Linked DNA regions of Oryctolagus cuniculus: regions 1 and 2 are each linked to region 3. Evidence: chromatin contacts called from public Micro-C data. All regions are on one chromosome and are shown on one strand. Each heading gives the region's core, a stretch centred on a gene start, on an enhancer-like site or on the middle of the called end of the contact. The rest is flanking DNA. Distances are from core to core; before and after follow the strand shown.

Region 1 (2,738 bases), core at 235-2,734, 130 kb before region 3:
CCTGTGGGCATCAGGAGACTGACAGGAAACTGTTGGGGAAACCGACACAGTGCAGCCCTGGGATGGGCCCTTCCCGCTCCGGATACAAGGCCAACGATGGAGCAGGCGTTTGCAGATTCACAGCAGTGGCACGCATGTCTAGCAGTACACGTGCCATGCTGCTTTAACGCAAACAGCATGTGTCCGACCTTGCACCCCGTGGACCACGACGGCCCAGGGGCTCCCAAAAACTAGAAAAGGGATGGGGGTGCCTGGCTTGCTCCCCCACATTATTCTAACAAAACCCAGCTTAGGAAGCAAAACCAAGTGGCTCCGGCCTGGATAGGCCAGGTGACCAGTGAGACAGCTGTAACAGCCACAGAACCAGGAACGCTGTTAGAAACTGTCCAGTAAAAGGGTTCGGGGAACTCCCGCTTTGCCGCCTTATCAGGCACTCAGCGGCAGGCTCCGCAGGCATCCTCAGGACGCAGTGGGCTGCGGGGATCTTGGCGGAAAGACAGTGAGGTTCTCACTGGCCCCAGCTGAGGATTCGGCAGGCTGGGGAGTGCGGAGTAAAAGCTAAGGACCACCGTCCGCGGGCGAGGCCTGAAGCGGCAGGGCCCTCCCAAAGCCGTCTCACCTGTAAAACCCAAGAGTCCAAGAAGCTAGCAGGTTACAAATGCACTTTGCAACGGGGGTCGTTTAGCTAATGACAGCAGGAACAGGAATAGCAGCTCAACCTTCCAGCCCACCTTCCACTGAGCTCATCAACCTTGAATTACTGGAGTCACCACAACCACCCGTTTACCAAGCGAGGAACCGAGGCCCAGAGATGTCACAGTGTGTCCGGGGGTGGTCAGGCCAGGCCCGGCTGCGGCGCGGGCGAGCGGCCGGGGGCAGGGATCCGCACCTGCAGCCCAGGAAGAGGTGGTTGGCCCACACCATGGACAGAGACAGCAGCTGGTCCAGGCGGCCGCCGCCGTCGGGCGGGTCGCGGTAGTCGGGCAGGTGGCGCAGGATGAATTCCATGCGGGCTTTCCATTGCTTCTCGCTCTCGGAGTAGGAGCGGAACTGCTCCGCGAAGTCGGCCGCCTGCCGCACGCCGGACACCAGCTCCTCCACCGCGGCGGAAGCCTCGCCACCTACCATGGCGCCCGCGACGCCGAGGGCTGGAGCAGCCCGCCGCCTTCCCGAGGTGCACCGCGCTCCTGCCCGCCGGCTAGAGCGGCCCCGGCGGCGCGCGACTGCTCCGGAGGCCCGGCCTGGAGCGCCCTCGCCGGGCCCGGCGGCCCGCGCGGGTTGCGACTGCCGCGTGCGGTTTCCAAACCCCGCGACCGGAGAGTCCGCCCCGCCGGGGTCCCCGGTTTGCGGTGAACCCCGCGGGCAGCCGGTGGGAAACCTGAGCCCGCCACCGCCCCCAGCACAGTCGGCACACCGATGCTAGCCGGAGCCAGGCCGTGTCCTCTGGAGGCAAGGCGTCCCCAGGCACCGCCCCATCCCGAGTGAAGCGGACGCCTTCCGTTCTGGGGGCTTAGACGTGTAGCTCTGGTCGGTTCCCAGGGGTCTCCACGCCCCACGCGGGTGGGGGCCCAGCTGTGTGCCCACAGAAACCCGTTCGGACATGCGTCATGCTGTAAGGACCCCAAAGTGCACCAACAGGTCCTCCTCCTTCTGGCGTGGAGCGGTGAGACGCTTATTTCCCTGCGTGAGGGAACTCAAGGCGCACCTCAGGCGCGCACGGCCGAGACGGGGCTCCACGGCAAGCTTCCTGTGTTTCCTTAGCGTGGGGTATTCTGGTTTTTGTTTTTTAATTAATTAATTTATTTGAAAGGCAGAGTTACAGAGAGGCAGAGAGAGAGGTCTTCCATCCACTGGTTTACTCCCCACATCGCTACAACGGCCAGAGCTGGGCCAACCGGAAGCCAGGAGCCAGAAGCTTCCTCCGGGTCTCCCACGCGGGTGCAGGGGCCCAAGGACCTGGTCCATCTTCTACTGCTTTCCCAGGCCATAGCAGAGAGCTGGATCAGAAGTGGAGCAGCCAGGTCTCGAACCAGTGCCCAAAGGGAATGCCAGCACTGCAGGTGGTGGCTTTACCTAGTATACCACAGCACCTGCACCAGCGTGGGGTACTTGGTAATGGGAACTAGGTCTTTCTCCCCCTCCTCACCGTTTTCTCCTCCACCTTCCATATGAAAACATGGAAAGCAAACGCACACCACCCCACCACACTTGGGAGGTAGGGCTGGGAGGAGACTCAGGAAGCCTGTTAGCCTGTGAGCCCCGCCTCCAGGTTCTTCCTTGAGGTTGTGTTGGCCGTCGTAGCTACTGCTTTTTGATGCTGGTTTTAGCATCAGCTTGTCCGTGTCTAGACAAACACGTGCTGGGATTGGATTGAATCTGTGGATTCTGGTGGGTGTCCTGACAGGCAGCAGTTGACGCTGCACCTGCCCTACCGGCGTCTCATAGGAGCATGAGCTGCAGTCCCCACTGCTCTGCTTGGACCCCAGCTCCCTGATGATAACCCTGGAAGGGACTGGATGACGCCCCAAGTGACCCCTGCCACCCAGGTGGGAGACCTCGATGAAGCTCCTGGCTCCTGGCTTCAGCCTGACCCAGCTCCAGCCATTAGAGGAGTGAACCAGCAAAGGGAAGATCCATCTCTCTCTCTCTCTCTGTAACTCTGCCTTTCAAATAAATAAATCAATCATGAAAAGAAACTATTGATAATTCAGGAATTATTATCTTATTAAGAATTAGTG
Region 2 (2,700 bases), core at 105-2,604, 180 kb before region 3:
CCAACCACACTCCCAGGGCATGCACCAGGACCCCCGAGCCAGGAAGAACCGCCCCCACCCCGGGCTCTGTCCACTCCACAGGGTAGTATCTCTGCATTCAATTACACGGAATCCAAACCTTCCCCGACCGCCCACCTACGCCATCTAGCTTTGACTCCCTAAGAACCCTGTTTCTAACCCTGCGAACGTCTCTGCCGCTGTCCCGCAGGCTGGCATAGCAGGTTTCTCCCTCCTACCTAGAACTCCCGCCACCGTTCACGCCTAAACCACGTCCCACCTCTTTCAAGAACCCTCCCAGCCCAACAGGACCTGTGTTAACCACCTGACACTGACTTTTTAATTCCACTTCATTCCCATACACCCTCCTGGCTTTCTGATTAAACCACACAAGTCCTGAGGACCACGAACTCCTGGAAGTCACGGCCCGGTCACAAAGCAGATACCTGTATTCAGTATTGCACTTTACACAGTCACAAGGTTGGCGTAATTGTGTTACATTGTACGCAGACACGTACACTTTGTTCCACTACCAAACGACAGAATGTAGGCAGTAAGGGGATACCTGTTTTTCTATTAAATGTCTCACTGCAAATTAACAGAAACGTTCTTTCCCGCAATTTTTATTCCATAGCAATTTTTCTTTTGACTCACAGAGCAACGAAGGCAAAAGAAGCAAACCTTTAGAAACTTTATCTCTCTCAATGCAATTTTGTTGACAGACTTTTCTGGTTTCTCATAGAATATCTTAATGGCCACTATCTGCCCAGTGTTCTTATGTTTACATTTCATGACCGTTCCGTAACTTCCCTCTCCCACTTTGCCAAGGGTTTCATACATCTCCATCCTCAAGCCTGGCGGCTACTTCTTCAGAGGAAGAAAGAAAGAAAACGGAAAATGTTAAACGTCCCGACTCTGCGGAACGCATTCGCGCAGGAGACCCGCACTCCCGAACAGGGGCCCCGTGGCCAGGCCGCCGCGGCGGCCGGAGGACGCCTCGGTCACTCCCACCCACCGGACATCCCCTCGCCACACCATCCCGCGGGCCTGGTGTCCCACACTTCCTGGCTCCAGTCGAGAGGGCTCCGCACTCCCGCAGTCGCCCACACGCGCGTCTCGGGCCCGCGTCCCAGCACAGCCTGGTTCCCGCCCGCTCCTCAAACCCGACGTCTTAGAATCCCGGACCGGCGTCGCGCCCCTCGCCCCGCGGTCGACCTGTCCGGGCAACCGCCACCGCCTCAGCCCATTCTGTGGCTCCGCGCAGCCCCGGGCAGGCAACGGGACGCCGACTCCACTTAGCCCGCTAGCCGGGCAGGCCGGGAGCCGCTCGCTACCATGGCAACGTTGGGGTTGGGGGAGGGAACGGCGCTCGGGCGCTAGTGCGCAAGACCGGAACGTCGGCGGTGTCCCGACCCGGAAGGGAAAGCGAAAAGCGGAAACGAGCTGTGGGTGGGCGTTAAGTCGAAGCTTCCTTGGGGTGGGGCGCGGGCGTGCAAGTTGCCGTCGCGTTTTCGTCGGTTTTAAGGGGCAAGGTATCTTGCCTGCAGCGTGAAGGGCTGCAGGTGCTCAGGGCGCAGTGGTGTCCGCCCTGCGCCGCGGGTGGACCCTTGTCGTACGACACCAGCTCGTTTCGGAGCCTAGAAAGATGGCTTTCGTCGTTCCACAGCTTGGAAATTGGAGCTTCCAGGAAAAGCTCAGTGACCGAGCTCGACCCCTGCAGTCCACGTTAATCCCCAAAACGGGGACAAAATGGCTCTCAAGAACCGTTTTTGAACACTTAACATGCCTTCTGAGTTCTTCCAACACCTACTGATCCTTTTCAAAAACTACAGCCAAAACCCTAAAACGCCCGCTTTAGGAAACCAAATAACTGAAAAACGTGCTTCCACATATGGTGTGATTATAAAGGAACCGGACGGGAGTTGGGGGTGAGGCCGGTGATTAATTGCTTCTGCAGGGTGACAGCCCCAATGAATAACAAGATCACTAGAGCCCAGTGCCCGCAGAGTGCCATCTTTATTTGGGGCTTTTTCTGCAAAATGCAGTGGATGCAAAAGGCCAAAACGAGCTGTGCTTCTCAGCTATGAGGAGGGGCATTATCCAGTAAATTCTAATACAGTAGGACCCACTCCAAGATGCACATTAAAATAACTAAAAAGCTCCCCACCATCTCAGTTCAATTGGGATGGGATAAAGAAATTGGTATCTGGACAGGTTTCCAAGTATTTCTACGCTGTCACTAGGGTTTATGTTGAGAGCTCGAGACGAAGGCGTAACCATGGTTCTCTTTTACCACCTCAGATACACAAAATTGTCTTTCCTTTTGAAAACCGTTCAGCCATACTATCAAATACCTTATAAATAAGAATGTCATAGTCAATCTTACATTGGGCTCACACGTGCTGTAACCGTGTGTAGCAAATGGTTGACTATTTGCAAGGGACAAACCACAATGCAGATTATCCCCACCCTCAGTGAGCTCACTTAGCTACAAAGGTGTCAGTAATGACAGCTGTAAGACTTCTTAGGGCAAGTCTTAAGGTGCATTGGACGGGGCCACACTCGGGACACCCCCATCCCACAGCAGAGAACCCATTGGAGCCCGGCTGCTCTGCTTTCCACCCAGCTCCCGCCATGAGTCCTGAGAGGCAGCCGATGATGCCCGCGGGAAAGTGGGAGAGGAGATGGAGTCCTGGGCTCCTG
Region 3 (2,790 bases), core at 53-2,552:
CGCACTAACAGCACAGTTTTTGTTTTTTTAATTTGAAAGGCAGAGAAAGAGAAAGGTCCTCCATCCATGTTTCACTCCCCAAATGGCTGCAATGGCTGGGGCTGGGCCAGGCAAAGCCAAGAGCCAGAAGCTTCTTCCAGGTCTCCCATATGGATGCAGGGGCCCACTTGGACCATCTTCTGCGGATTTCCCAGGCCATTAGCAGGGAGTTGGATCAGAAGTGGAGCAGCTGGGACTCGAACCTGTGGTCACATGGGATGCCTTAACCCCCTGAGCCTTAGCACCAGCTCCCAGCCAATTTTTAAAAGGGGGGAAAAACAGGTAACATGAATTTTAAAGCCACATTTAACACCTGAAGTCGAATATATGAGCGTTTAACCATGTAACCACCGAGAATCCGACATTGCTGGCACTGCCCCGTGCCAGGCCTGCCAGTCCACAGTGTCTTGTACCGGTTGACGGCACTTCTGCTTCGGCCCAGCCACATTTCCGGAGCTCAAACCACATCACGCGGCAGTAACAGTCCCACAAGTCCTCAGCCTTCCCCCTCGGCTGCCTGGGAGGGAGGCCAGACGGCCACGGGGCCCCCCACCCCTTCCCAGGGGAGGGCAGGAGGCTGAGGGGCAGCCCGAGGCCCCTCTGCCTGCAGTGCCCCCAGCGAGGGGCTGGGCGGCTCAGGTGCCCTGTGCGGGCCAGGTCTCTAACAGGCAGAATAGGGATGGGAGGAGCCGCGGGGGAGGGCGGCCCAGCATCCCCCCCGCCCGCTGTGCAGGGTGGGGGCATGACCCCTGCCTCCAGGTGGACACGTGCTTGGCTGATGGCGTTCAGGTGGGCTTGTGGGCGGCCCTGGCGTGGGGGGCGTGCCCTCGGGAGGCCGTCCTGGCAGGAGAGGAGATGATTAGGCTCCAGGGGGCCGTGGCTGACCTCGGCCTGGCCTCGCCGCGGGGTCCTTCCGCCTCCCCAGGCGCCCAACCCACGTTCCTAGGCAGTGAACCTCCAAAACGGTGAGCAAGAGAGACTTCCCTCCTGCCGCTTCTCCCTGGGTGGGGACCACACGCCCCCCCTGAGAGGGAGCCCCGAGTGCCCAGAACTCGCTGGCACGTGCTGCCAGCAGTCGCGGGAGGAGCCGGGCTTCCTCGGCGCCCCGCCACCTGACGCGCCCTGAACTCCCGCAAGGCGAGGTCTGCGGCGCCACCTGCTGCCCGCCGCGGCTCTCCTGAGCCCACAGGCCCGGGGCTCCCCCTCGCCCCACCCGGACTCCGGGTGGACTAGGGTCTTCTCCGTCGGCCTTCGGGGCAGGAAGGCGGTGAGGGGGTCCGACGCCGGCTGGGACCTCAAGGCGTTTGCTGGGGCCTGCTGGGTGCCCGGCCCTGGCTGGGGTGGCGAGGCTGTGGAGACCGGCCCTGCCTGCTGTGGCTGTTCCAGAGAGGAAGCGAGTCTCCAGTGGGCTTCAGCGTGAGCGCTGTGAGCTGCTCCTGCAGGCCCCCGTCCCTCTGCAGCCGCTGTCCAGGCCCACGCGGCCAGCGGACGCAGCACGGACCCCAGGTTCAGCCTCACTGGTACTCAGCCAATTCCCTGCGGAGCGAGGTCGGCTGGAGACCGCCCGCCGCTCCGGTCACCGCTGGAGCGAGCGAGCATTGCCTGGGAGGAGCAAGCCCAGCTCCAGGAGCTGAGTCCCCTCCAAGGCTCCCGGACAGGCCCGAGGGCGGAGGCCCCGGCCGCTGGCTGGAGGGAGGCACCTTCTCTCGGCAGGAGGGAGGATTGACAGATGGAGCGAATGAAAGCCCAGGGCAGCGCTGGGCCTTCGGCAGGGCACCGAGGCTGCTGGGTGAGATGCTTGGGTCCCGCGTCGGTGCCTGGGACCGAGTCCTGGCTCCGGCTTCCGGCTCGCCCGCACCCGGGGAGGCAGCAGGTGGTGGCTCCAGCAGTGAGGGCCGGGCGATGGTCCCGCCCCCTTGTGATAGTCCCCGCCCCCGGGCGATGGTCCCCGCCCCCCGTGTAGGAGACCAGGACTGCACTTCCAGCCCCTGGCTTCAGCCCGCTGCTATGGGCGTGAGCGCTGGGTAGGAGCTCTCTCCCTCTGTGTTTCTACCTCAGGAATAAATAATGGTGAAAATAAATTTTTTTTTAGAATGAGGCCAGTATGGCCAGATCTAAAAAGAAATTTTTTTGAAGTTTGTGGAAAATGTGTATGATAAAATGCGTGGATTTCAAAACTCTCCTTGGGCTGATGTGAGATGAAGTGAAGTGAGGTGAGTGACACTCAGAGGCGTGCAATGTCTACCTTGGAATTGCTTACTTCTGGGATTTTCCTTTTGGTATTCGTGGATCGTGCTGGACTGTGGGTAACTGAAGCCACAGAAAGCAGAACTGTGGCTTGTGGAAAGAGTGGGGACTGTGTGTATTCACACAGCGGAATATTACTCAGCAGTGAAAAAGAACGCCATCTAGTGGATGCCGTAATAGCGGTACACCTTGACATCACTGTGCTGTGAAATAAGCCGATCACTAAAGGCAAACTACTCAGGGTGGAGAAATTCCGGAGACAGAGAGCAATGGTGGTTGTCAGGGGCTGGGGGTGAGGAGGGGGTTCTGGGGCTCTGTGGCCCTGTGACAACATGTGGTTGACAAAATTTTCCTTGGAGGGGCTGATGCTGTGGCATAGCAAGTGAAGCACCGCCTACAGTGCCGGCATCCCATGTGGATGCTGGTTCAAGTCCCAGCTGCTCCTCTTCCCATCCAGCTCTCTGCTATGACCTGGGAAGGCAGCAGAAGATGGCCCAAGTGCTT

What was found. A called contact is a pair of places that touch in the nucleus more often than the background predicts.
Region 1: a Micro-C map of ear pinna shows a contact between it and region 3, with 2.8 times the contacts expected there. The contact joins the promoter of JADE2 here to the enhancer-like site in region 3. A contact is called at or near these places in 2 of 6 Hi-C or Micro-C datasets (ear pinna and an unstated tissue).
Region 2: a contact with region 3 is called in a Micro-C map of ear pinna, with 2.7 times the contacts expected there. The contact joins the promoter of CDKL3 here to the enhancer-like site in region 3. A contact is called at or near these places in 2 of 6 Hi-C or Micro-C datasets (ear pinna and psoas muscle).

The regions. Positions count from the first base shown.
Region 1 is chr6:22,671,060-22,673,797 of mOryCun1.1, forward strand. JADE2 (jade family PHD finger 2) reads left to right here and starts at 1,485. Exons shown (of 14, transcript XM_051844221.2): 1 at 1,485-1,663. It overlaps CDKN2AIPNL (CDKN2A interacting protein N-terminal like), which reads right to left and starts at 1,262. Exons shown (of 3, transcript XR_011389731.1): 1 at 620-1,262.
Region 2 is chr6:22,629,354-22,632,053 of mOryCun1.1, forward strand. CDKL3 (cyclin dependent kinase like 3) reads right to left here and starts at 1,355. Exons shown (of 14, transcript XM_070076107.1): 1 at 1,213-1,355.
Region 3 is chr6:22,805,604-22,808,393 of mOryCun1.1, forward strand. No RefSeq gene overlaps it. Among named protein-coding and RNA genes, the nearest start is that of SAR1B, 43 kb to the right of the region's middle. Within about 2 kb of position 1,303, at least 1 of the 8 cell types and tissues checked has an H3K27ac peak or open chromatin away from gene starts, as enhancers often do. A contact at or near this core is called in ear pinna, where this site is marked.